Regions from separate parts of the Mus musculus genome. Here region 1 is linked to region 2. The links are chromatin contacts, called in public promoter capture Hi-C maps. All regions are on one chromosome and are shown on one strand. Each heading gives the region's core, a stretch centred on a gene start, on an enhancer-like site or on the middle of the called end of the contact. The rest is flanking DNA. Distances are from core to core; before and after follow the strand shown.

Region 1 (4,358 bases), core at 367-2,866, 280 kb before region 2:
CCTTTATTGCCCTGGCTGGAATCATGCAGGTCTATGAGTCCATTTCTGAGTCAGAGAAACAAGGGGAAGGCGATAAAGGCTTCCCCAGGCTAGCCCATAGGACAGGCAGAATGGCTTATCTTCCCTTCCCCCCAAGACTCACTCAGAGACTAGTCAGGAAGAGAAAGGGTCCCGGGGACCAGAATGTACCCTTCACTTTGCCAGGACAATTATTTATCTAGAAGGAATCAACGATTTGTCCAGGGTCATCCACCAAGCCTTCAAGGCAGGGCTTGGCTCCTGAACTTGGGATACCAGTCAGCACCCTTCACTCCCTGGGCCTGGCTGTCTGAAACCACTGTATACATTTGATTTGGAGGGCATCATGCCGTTTCAAGCCCAGCTTTTCAAAGTCTCTCCTCTTGACTTGTTCTCCAACGGAACACAGATTCTTTCCAAAAAGCTGTCAGAGGGAGAGGGAGAGGGAGAGAAAGAGAGAGATATCTGGTCACTCTGGAGATCAGAGAAGGAGTAGCTGTATTAGTCATGACCCCAGCTGAACCAGATCAAGGCAAAGGTTCACCAGGCTAACCTCCACCCTCCGCCAACTGTTCCTCTGCCTGGCTTTCTTCATTCCAAGTCAGGAGAAGGGAAGCCACCCGGCCGGGGGCCTTTCTTCTCTTCTTTCCCAGATCGTTCAGGACAACGAGGAGCTAGAAAGTGGAGGACTAGTGTACTCATCTTTGGACACCCAGCGCACAGCCTGAGCACTCACCTCTTGTAGATCTTGTCACCCATCCTCCTTGGATGACGTTAGAATACATTCCTAAGGGCACAGCTAGAGGGTTGAGTCACAAAGTCAGGGTCCTTTGGAGCCTAGGGGAGCAGCTGAGGAAATTGTGTTTAAGGCTTCAGGCTAGAGCAGAAAGAGGGAAGGTAGGATACAACAGACGCGTCCCTGATGCCACCTAATCTTGTCTACCTGGTACTCTTCTCAGAGTCGTGGGGAGGATGCAAGGTCGAAGTAAAGCTGACTCTTAGCCTCTGGCCAGACTAGCACCTTGGTCCCCGGAGGTCTCCGAATACAGAGGGGTTTACCCATCAGAGCGGTAGGTCCCAACTACCTTTCCTCTCCCCAGAGGCCCTCTGCTCCAGTTGGCAGGCCTCAGGGGCACTCGGGGCAGATTCCTTTGGCCTGTAGCTCAGCACCCAGGAAGTCCCCACGTGACCCAAGCCCTACTGGGCACGTGGGACCAACCAGTCCAGGCATTGTCATCTGGCTCTATATAGACTGTTGATTGTTTTCCCGTTTATGAAACTCTTAGGCCCTCCAAAGTTAGAGTGATGATTGCAGGAAGGCCCTGTATTGTGCTGCAGAGCCGGTCTTGGGAGCCCCGGGAGGGGGAGGGGGGACAAGGGCGGGACTTCGAGGGCGGGCTTGAAGGGCTGCAGTTCCCACGCAAAGGTGGCCAGGACCGAGTCGCCACTTCCCGGCCTCTCCTCGCCCCGCCCCGCCCCGCCCCGCGGGGACCCAGTCCTCCTCACCCCATAGGCAGAGCGACCCTCCCGCCTCCCCGTCCGCTTCTTAATTACCCTCGCCTCGTTCACTTTCAAAGTTTACTCCCGGCCCGGACCCGCGGCGGAAGCGAGCCATGGCTGTCTATCACGGGATGCTGCGCTTCGGGAGGCTGTGTATCGCGAGCCTGGGGGCGCGGGGCCCCCGGACGCTGCTCTCTCGCCCTCGGCCGAACTCGAAGTTGCAGAGTGTCCGCGCTCTCAGGTACCCCGAGCAGCATTCCGAAAAGAGAGGGGGCTGGGCAGTCCCGAGAAGGGAACTTGGGAGTTCTGCAGTGCTTGGCAGGGGCTGACCCCACTCTGGGTAGCCCTCACACACACTACCCTACCACCTAGGCAAAGGGAAAAGCCAGGCCTGCCCGGGATCTGGGGCTGCTGCTCATAGCCACAGGAGTCCCAGGCTGAGTTCAAATTCTAGTTCAGAATTCTGTATGCGTCCCATGTGGTACACAGAGCCAGGAGTGGAGGCTTTTTAACAGTACACCCGAGGAATAGAGCTGAATACTGCTAGGGCATTCTCTCAGCTGTATTAACTCCCGTGAAAAATGTGGGGACCGTTTGGGGGTCCACAGGGCACTGAGTATAACAGATCTTTCCTTCCTTTGTTTTCTTTTCCTTCCTTCTTTTCCTCCACCACCTCCTCTACTTTTTGGAGCAGGGTTCTCTCTGTAGCTGTGGTTGTCCTGAAACTCGCTCTGTACACCAGGCTAGCCTTGAAATCACAGAGATCTGCCTGACTCTGCCTTCTGAGTGCAGAGACTAAAGACCTGTACCACCACTGCCCGGCTTCCTTCCTCCTTTCAGTCATTACCACTTCTGGGCCCATTTTTTCATCTGTCTTCAGTGCAAGATCTGGGAAAGGGGTTGGCAGGAGAGAGTTGGCTGAATAAATCTAATATGACCAGACACGGAGGGGACTGCAGGAGCTTGCTGGGGAAAGGCCAAGCTGGGAGAGTTGGCTGTGCAACAAGGTGAATGGTGGTATCCTCTGCGTCCAGTAGGTATGCACATCGCCTATCCTGCTCTACCGCACGGAAGGGCAAACTACTAAGCCTGTTGTCCGTATTATTGTGCAGGCTGTGGTCTTGGAAAGGAATAGTGGAGGCACGGCAGAAAGAGGAATATGTCTCAGAAAACACTACTAAGTTTAAAAGACACTACTAAGGCCGATGAGAGTAGTGGTGTGTACCTTTAAGGCAGAGCCAGGGTTTCTGAGTTCAAGGCCAGCTTGGCCTATGAAGTAAATTCCAGGACAGTTGGGGCTAAACAGATAAACCCTGTGCACCCAATCAAAAGACAGCCCCCCTGAGAAGAAGTTGGACGGACAAGTTGGAAGATGTCTTTTTGGCTGGAACTCTCAGGTTCTGAGAGCTAAGTGCCTTCTGAGAATTAAGAAACAAACTGGTGTGTGTGTGTGTGTGTGTGTGTGTGTGTGTGTGTGTGTGTGTGTATGTATGTATGTATGTGAATTAGCACTCTAACACTGATGTTAGTACATGTTCAGCTCCTGTGAAGTGCTTTAACATCCCTCTGCCTTCTTTCCTGAGGAGACCTAGGGGCTCATGGCTCCATGCACATGTGATTTTTGTTTTTGTTTTTCCTTCCTTCCTTCCTTCCTTCCTTCCTTCCTTCCTTCCTTTCTTTCTTTCTTTCCTTCTTTCTTTCTTTTCTTTCTTTCTTTTGGGGGAGGTTTTTTCGAGACAGAGTTTCTCTGTGTAGCCCTGGCTGTCCTGGAACTCACTCTGTAGACCAGGCTGGCCTTGAACTCAGAAATCCACCTTCCTCTGCCTCCCAAGTGCTGGGATTAAAGGCGTGCGCCACCACGCCCGGCTGTTTGTTTTTTAATATGAGTACACTGCAGCTGTCTTCAGACACACACCAAAAGAGTGCATCGGATCCCATTATAGGTGGTTGTGAGCCACCATATGGTTGCTGGGATTTGAACTCAGGACCTCTGGCAGAGCTGTCGGTGCTCTTAACCGCTGAGCCATCTCTCCAGCCCTCACTTGTGTTTTAAGTGCAGGTGAAGGCAACTGATAAATGTGTTTTCCTTTATCTCTCTCTACCTTACCATTTTGAGGTAGGGTACTGAGCCTGGGACCCATTGATTCTGCTAGGATGGCTAGCCAGTGAGTTCTAGGGATTTTTTCTTCTCTGTCCCCCAGCCCCTAGCACTGAGAAGTTACAGGTGGCTGAGCCATGGTGCCAAGCTTTTGTGTGAAAGTTGGGGATCCAGCTGGGTGTGGTGGCGCATGCCTTTAATCCCAGCACTCGGGAGGCAGAGGCAGGCAGATTTCTGAGTTCGAGGCCAGCCTGGTCTACAAAGTGAGTTCCAGGACAGCCAGGACTACACAGAGAAATCCTGTCTCGAAAAAAAAAAAAAAAAAAAAAAAAGAAAAGAAAAGAAAGAAAGAAAGAAAAGAAAAAGAAAAGAAAGTTGGGGATCCGAACTCAGTTCCTTCTGACTGTACCGCAGTCGCTTTACTGATTGAGCCACTACCCTAACCCCAACATTTGTGATCTTTGGCATTTTTCTGTGTAAACAAAGCAGGTCACTTACTGCCCTCAGGCCTGTGATCTCTGAGGGCTTCAGTGTCAGGCCTCAGAGAAACTATGTCCAGAAGAGACCTATTTATCAAGAGAGAGAGAGAGAAGGAGAGAAATATTTTCTGAGTATCTGGCCCAACTTCTTTCCATTCCTCTCATATTTGCATCCTTCCTGGCTGGCTTTCATCCTTCCAAACGAAGTATCCGGTTTGTCCCCTACTCTCCCCTGCAGAAGCCTCCATCTTAGGTTTCTCAAA
Region 2 (4,260 bases), core at 1,761-4,260:
AAACGGAAGAGATAATCCCAAGGGAGTTCGTGAGTACCCAGAGAAGATGGCCAGATAGAACACTGAAAAACTCTCAAGAGTTCTAATGAGGGAAAGGAGAGAAAGTTTCAAAAGAGCTTGAGGATGAGTAACTGAGAGTGGGTGGGAGGAAGAGCAATGGAGTGGGCAGGGATAGTGATGAGTGACACACAGGCTCAAGAGCCACAGAACGGATAACCTTAAGATCCTTTGTGACCTTGGAAAGTTATGGGAGAGTTGAGGAGGTGGCTTTGATTTTTCTCATTCTGTCAAGGCTGGCCTTTAACTGTGTAGCCAAGGACAATCCTCCTGCCTCGGCTTCCCAAGTGTTGTATTTTAGCCTTTTGGATTTGCTTCCAACTAATTTTCCAACCAACCCATTCTTTTTTTTTTTTTTTAAAGATTTATTATTTCATGTATGTGAGTACACTGTAGCTGTCTTCAGACACATCAGAAAAGGGCATCAGATCTCATTACAGATGGTTCTGAGCCACCATGTGGTTGCTGGGAATTGAACTCAGGATCTCTGGAAGAGCAGACAGTGCTCTTAACCACTGAGCCATCTCTCCAGCCCCCAACCAACCCATTCTAGTTCAACTTCATGAGACTCAAAGAATACTTTTAAAAGTTCCTCTTCTAGCAGACTAACAGTTTTCTTCATTGTTATCTATTTCATGTTTTGGAAACTTTTTTGCGTTTCTTAACTGTAAACTCTTCAGATTTCTGTTTGAGGGATATATGCTAACACACTGGGAGGCTGGGGTGGGAAGACTGTCGGTCTTGAGTTCGAGGCCTCCATTTTCCACCTTACCTGGTTGGAGCTTTGCCACACTCCTCAGTCAGTGCCACAGGGAGCTGACTCCTCCACTCTGACAATAAAAAGGTTCTTTCCCTCTTGCTAATAAAGGAATTAAGAACCTGTTGGGTCTCCTCTATCAATGTGCAGAGTATATCAATTAATTTAATCTGCACACTAACACTGATGTGGGCATATAACAGAAGTTTTGTTGAGGTTTCTCTGTGTAACCCAGCTATCCTGGACATTTGACTGCCTCTACCTCCTGAGGATTATATGAGCCACCAACTTTGGGCCTCCAATTTTTAATTTTAACTTTTTAAATATAATTTACTTTATGTGCATTGGTGTTTTGCCTGCTTGTCTGTCTGTCTGGGGGCAGGGGGTGTCTGACCCTGGAGTTAGGCAGCTGTGAGTTGCCATGTGGGTGTTAGGAATTGAACCTGGGTCCTCTGCAAGAGCAGCCAATGCCAACAACTGCTGTGGCATCTCTCCAGCCCTTAATTTTTTAAAAATTACATTCTATTTTATGTGCCAGTGTCTGTGTGTGTGGATCAGCCCGTGGAGGTCAGAGGACAGTTTTCGGGAGTTGGTTCTCTCCTTTCTCTGTGAGTCCGGGGGATGAAACTCTTGTCACATTCATCCAGCTTGTCCACAGATGTCTCTCAGCTTAGTCATCTCACTAGCCCCTGGGTTTTATTTTTTTTAAAAATTGTTTTAGACAGGAACTCACACAGCAACCCATGCTGGTCTGGAACAATAATCCTTCTGGCCAAGCCTCCCAAACAAGGGGATTATAGGCCCGGTCTGCTATTCCTAGCTGAATATGAATCTTGTTTTTGAGACAATGTCTCACTATGTAGCCCTGGCTGGCCTCGATCAACTTGCCTCTGGATTGCTAGGGATTAAAAGTTTGCAAGGCCGAATTAATACTTTTAAAGAAATTCCAGGGAGTTCACCACTCAGCATGAAGAACAGAGTTTAACCTCCAGCACATACATGTAAAACAGTGGTTTATAGCTGCAGTACTAAGGAAGCAGAAATAAAAGGATTCGTAGGGCTTTCAGGCTGACAGAGAGCTCACGTCCCAGTGAGACATTCTTTTTGAAAAAGGGTTTCTCTGTATAACAGCCATGGCTTTATACAGAAACTTGTTTTGTAGACCAGGCTGGCCTCAAACTTAGATATTCACCTGCCTTTGCCTCCCAAGTGTTAGCACTTAAGAGGCAGAAGCAGGTGAACCTCTTTAATTCATAAAATCCACCTGACTCTGCCTTCCCAGTGCCTTCCTAGATAAAAGGTATACGGTGACAGCAAGCCCAGCTAAGTTTTCCTAATCTTTTGAAAGTTTAGATTGAGGAGCAATGGTGGCACGTCCTAGCACTCATAAGGCTGAGACACGGGAATCTCTGTGAGTTCGAGGCCAGCCTGGTGAGTTCCAGAACAGCTAAAGTTACAGAGAAACCCTATCCCGAAAAACAAAACCAAAAACCAAACAAAGGTGGATAGTTCCTGAGTAATGGACTCCAGAGGGTAACCTCTGGTCTCCTCTATGATTCCCTGAACACACAGTAACACATTTGATACAAAGTGAAGGAAGATAAATTCCTGGATTGGAGGTATTACAACATAATTCCTCCACCGCATATAGTCTATTCCTTGATTTTCCTCCCTAAAAATCGAGGAAGTCCGGACAAAACCGGGTAGAAGAGTTGAGGATTTAACTCGCTGGTAGAGCGTTAAGCGTTAAGGTTCCCGGTTCAATCCCCAGCATCGAACTGGGTGGGTGTGGGAAGGGTGGAGGGTGCAGACATAAATAAGGACAGGTAGAGGAGGAAGAAACTACAGCGACAGGAAAATGGAGTCTGAGCACGATCGCAGCTCGCTCTTCTTGTTTCCCTCCCTGGAAGATGGTCCCCCGCACACCACGTGGACAAAGGGACATTTTCTCCGTTTCAGGGCAGTGGCAAAGGACCCAGAGCTAGATTGCTCTTTCTCCAAGTAAAAAAGAGGCCGACACCGGCAGCCGTTAGAGCGTCCACCGCTCCGTTGGGTGGAAGGCACGGCGGGGGCGGAGTCAGTGCCTGGCGGGGCTTTGCCCCGGGCCCGGGCCGGAGGTCCCGCCCCCTCGCCGGAGAAGCCGCGCTGCCCGCCCTCGCAGCCCGGGCCTAGGCGTGTCTCCACGGGCGCACGGCATGCTGGGAAGGTGCCCGGGCGGCGGCCATTTTGTCTTCTCGGCTCCTCTCTGGAAGAGGCTTTTCGAGCTTGAGAGTGGGCCGAGGGGGCTTGGTTCGGCGGCCGGGCGGCTGGTGGGGTTTTTTATCGGGTGGGTGCTAGGGCTGGCGTGAGCAGCCGCCCGGAGGAAGCACCATGATTTCTGCCGCGCAGTTGCTGGATGAGTTAATGGGCCGGGACCGAAACCTCGCCCCGGATGAGAAGCGCAGCAACGTGCGCTGGGACCACGAGAGCGTAAGTCCCGTGGGCCTCGGGCCTGTGCCCCGGGGACTGGGGGAGGGGGAGCTGAAGGGACCCGAGGGCGGGCCGAGGCTGGCCCGAGCGGGGTGCGGCGCGATTTGGGGGGACCTGGCCGCGCCGACTGAAGCACCTGACGGCGGAGGGAGGCGGGCGTGCGGCCCAGGACGGAGGGAGGATTCCGCGCCAATCCGGGGGATAGCGGCGTTTGTTGTTGTGTGGAGGAAGTCCGGGATGGCGCTTGGCTGGGCAGAAGAAGAAGCACCTTGGTGAGGCCGAGAAACGCGGGAAAAGGAAGAAGGAAGGGCTCGCTTGATTCCACCAGAGCTCCGGGGTTTTACCGTATGAATAAGAAAGCAGGCTTCCGTTATTTGGGTGCAGTCTGTCTGTCTGTCTGTCTGTCTATCTATCTATCTATCTATCTATCTAGAGTGTGTGAGTGTGTGTGTGTGTGTGTGTGTGTGTGTGTGTGTGAGAGAGTCGGGAGTCATATAGATAGATAGCCTGACTCCCGACCAGTATTCGTGGGGAAGGACATCGTAGCAGTGCATTGCTTAGGAGTGCTGCCATTTGGACACTTCTGTGAGAAGGTAGACAGTTGAAAGACGGAACGAGGTACAGTTTTATCATGAACAGTTTTTTGCTAATGCGGTTTGATGGCCGTTTGACGCGTGCTTGATGGCCGTAGTAGACCCTCAGCTAGGCAGTTGTGAAGGTTTTTGTTTTCACATAAACTCATTCGGTCCTTTTACTCTCTTAGAAAGGTTAACTATAACTCCTGGGTCGCAGGTGAGGCTAAAGCCTCTCTCTCTCTCTCTCTCTCTCTCTCTCTCTCTCTCTCTCTCTCGGTCTCTTGGTGATCGGGAAAGCTAAATCTAATTTTTGTAGCACTGTTGAGGTTGCACTGTTCTTCGTGCATATACTGTACTGTATTTCAAGTACTTTTTATCTAGTTTTGTACGTGGAGCACACTG

The links. Promoter capture Hi-C pulls out the DNA fragments that hold promoters and counts their contacts.
Region 1: a promoter capture Hi-C map of liver shows a contact between it and region 2. The contact joins the promoter of Acsf2 here to the promoter of Luc7l3 in region 2. A contact is called at or near these places in 22 of 39 promoter capture datasets (the 3T3-L1 cell line, 3T3-L1-derived adipocytes, the C10 cell line and 12 more), 1 of 484 Hi-C or Micro-C datasets (nephron progenitors), 15 of 115 datasets of contacts at active chromatin or transcription factors (the NIH/3T3 cell line, the SCID.adh cell line, bone marrow-derived macrophages and 8 more) and 2 of 9 other capture datasets (adipose tissue and liver).

The regions. Positions count from the first base shown.
Region 1 is chr11:94,599,044-94,603,401 of GRCm38.p6, reverse strand. Acsf2 (acyl-CoA synthetase family member 2) reads left to right here and starts at 1,616. Exons shown (of 16, transcript NM_153807.2): 1 at 1,616-1,759. The coding sequence starts at 1,632.
Region 2 is chr11:94,320,713-94,324,972 of GRCm38.p6, reverse strand. Luc7l3 (LUC7-like 3 (S. cerevisiae)) reads left to right here and starts at 3,010. Exons shown (of 10, transcript NM_001361574.1): 1 at 3,010-3,283. The coding sequence starts at 3,185.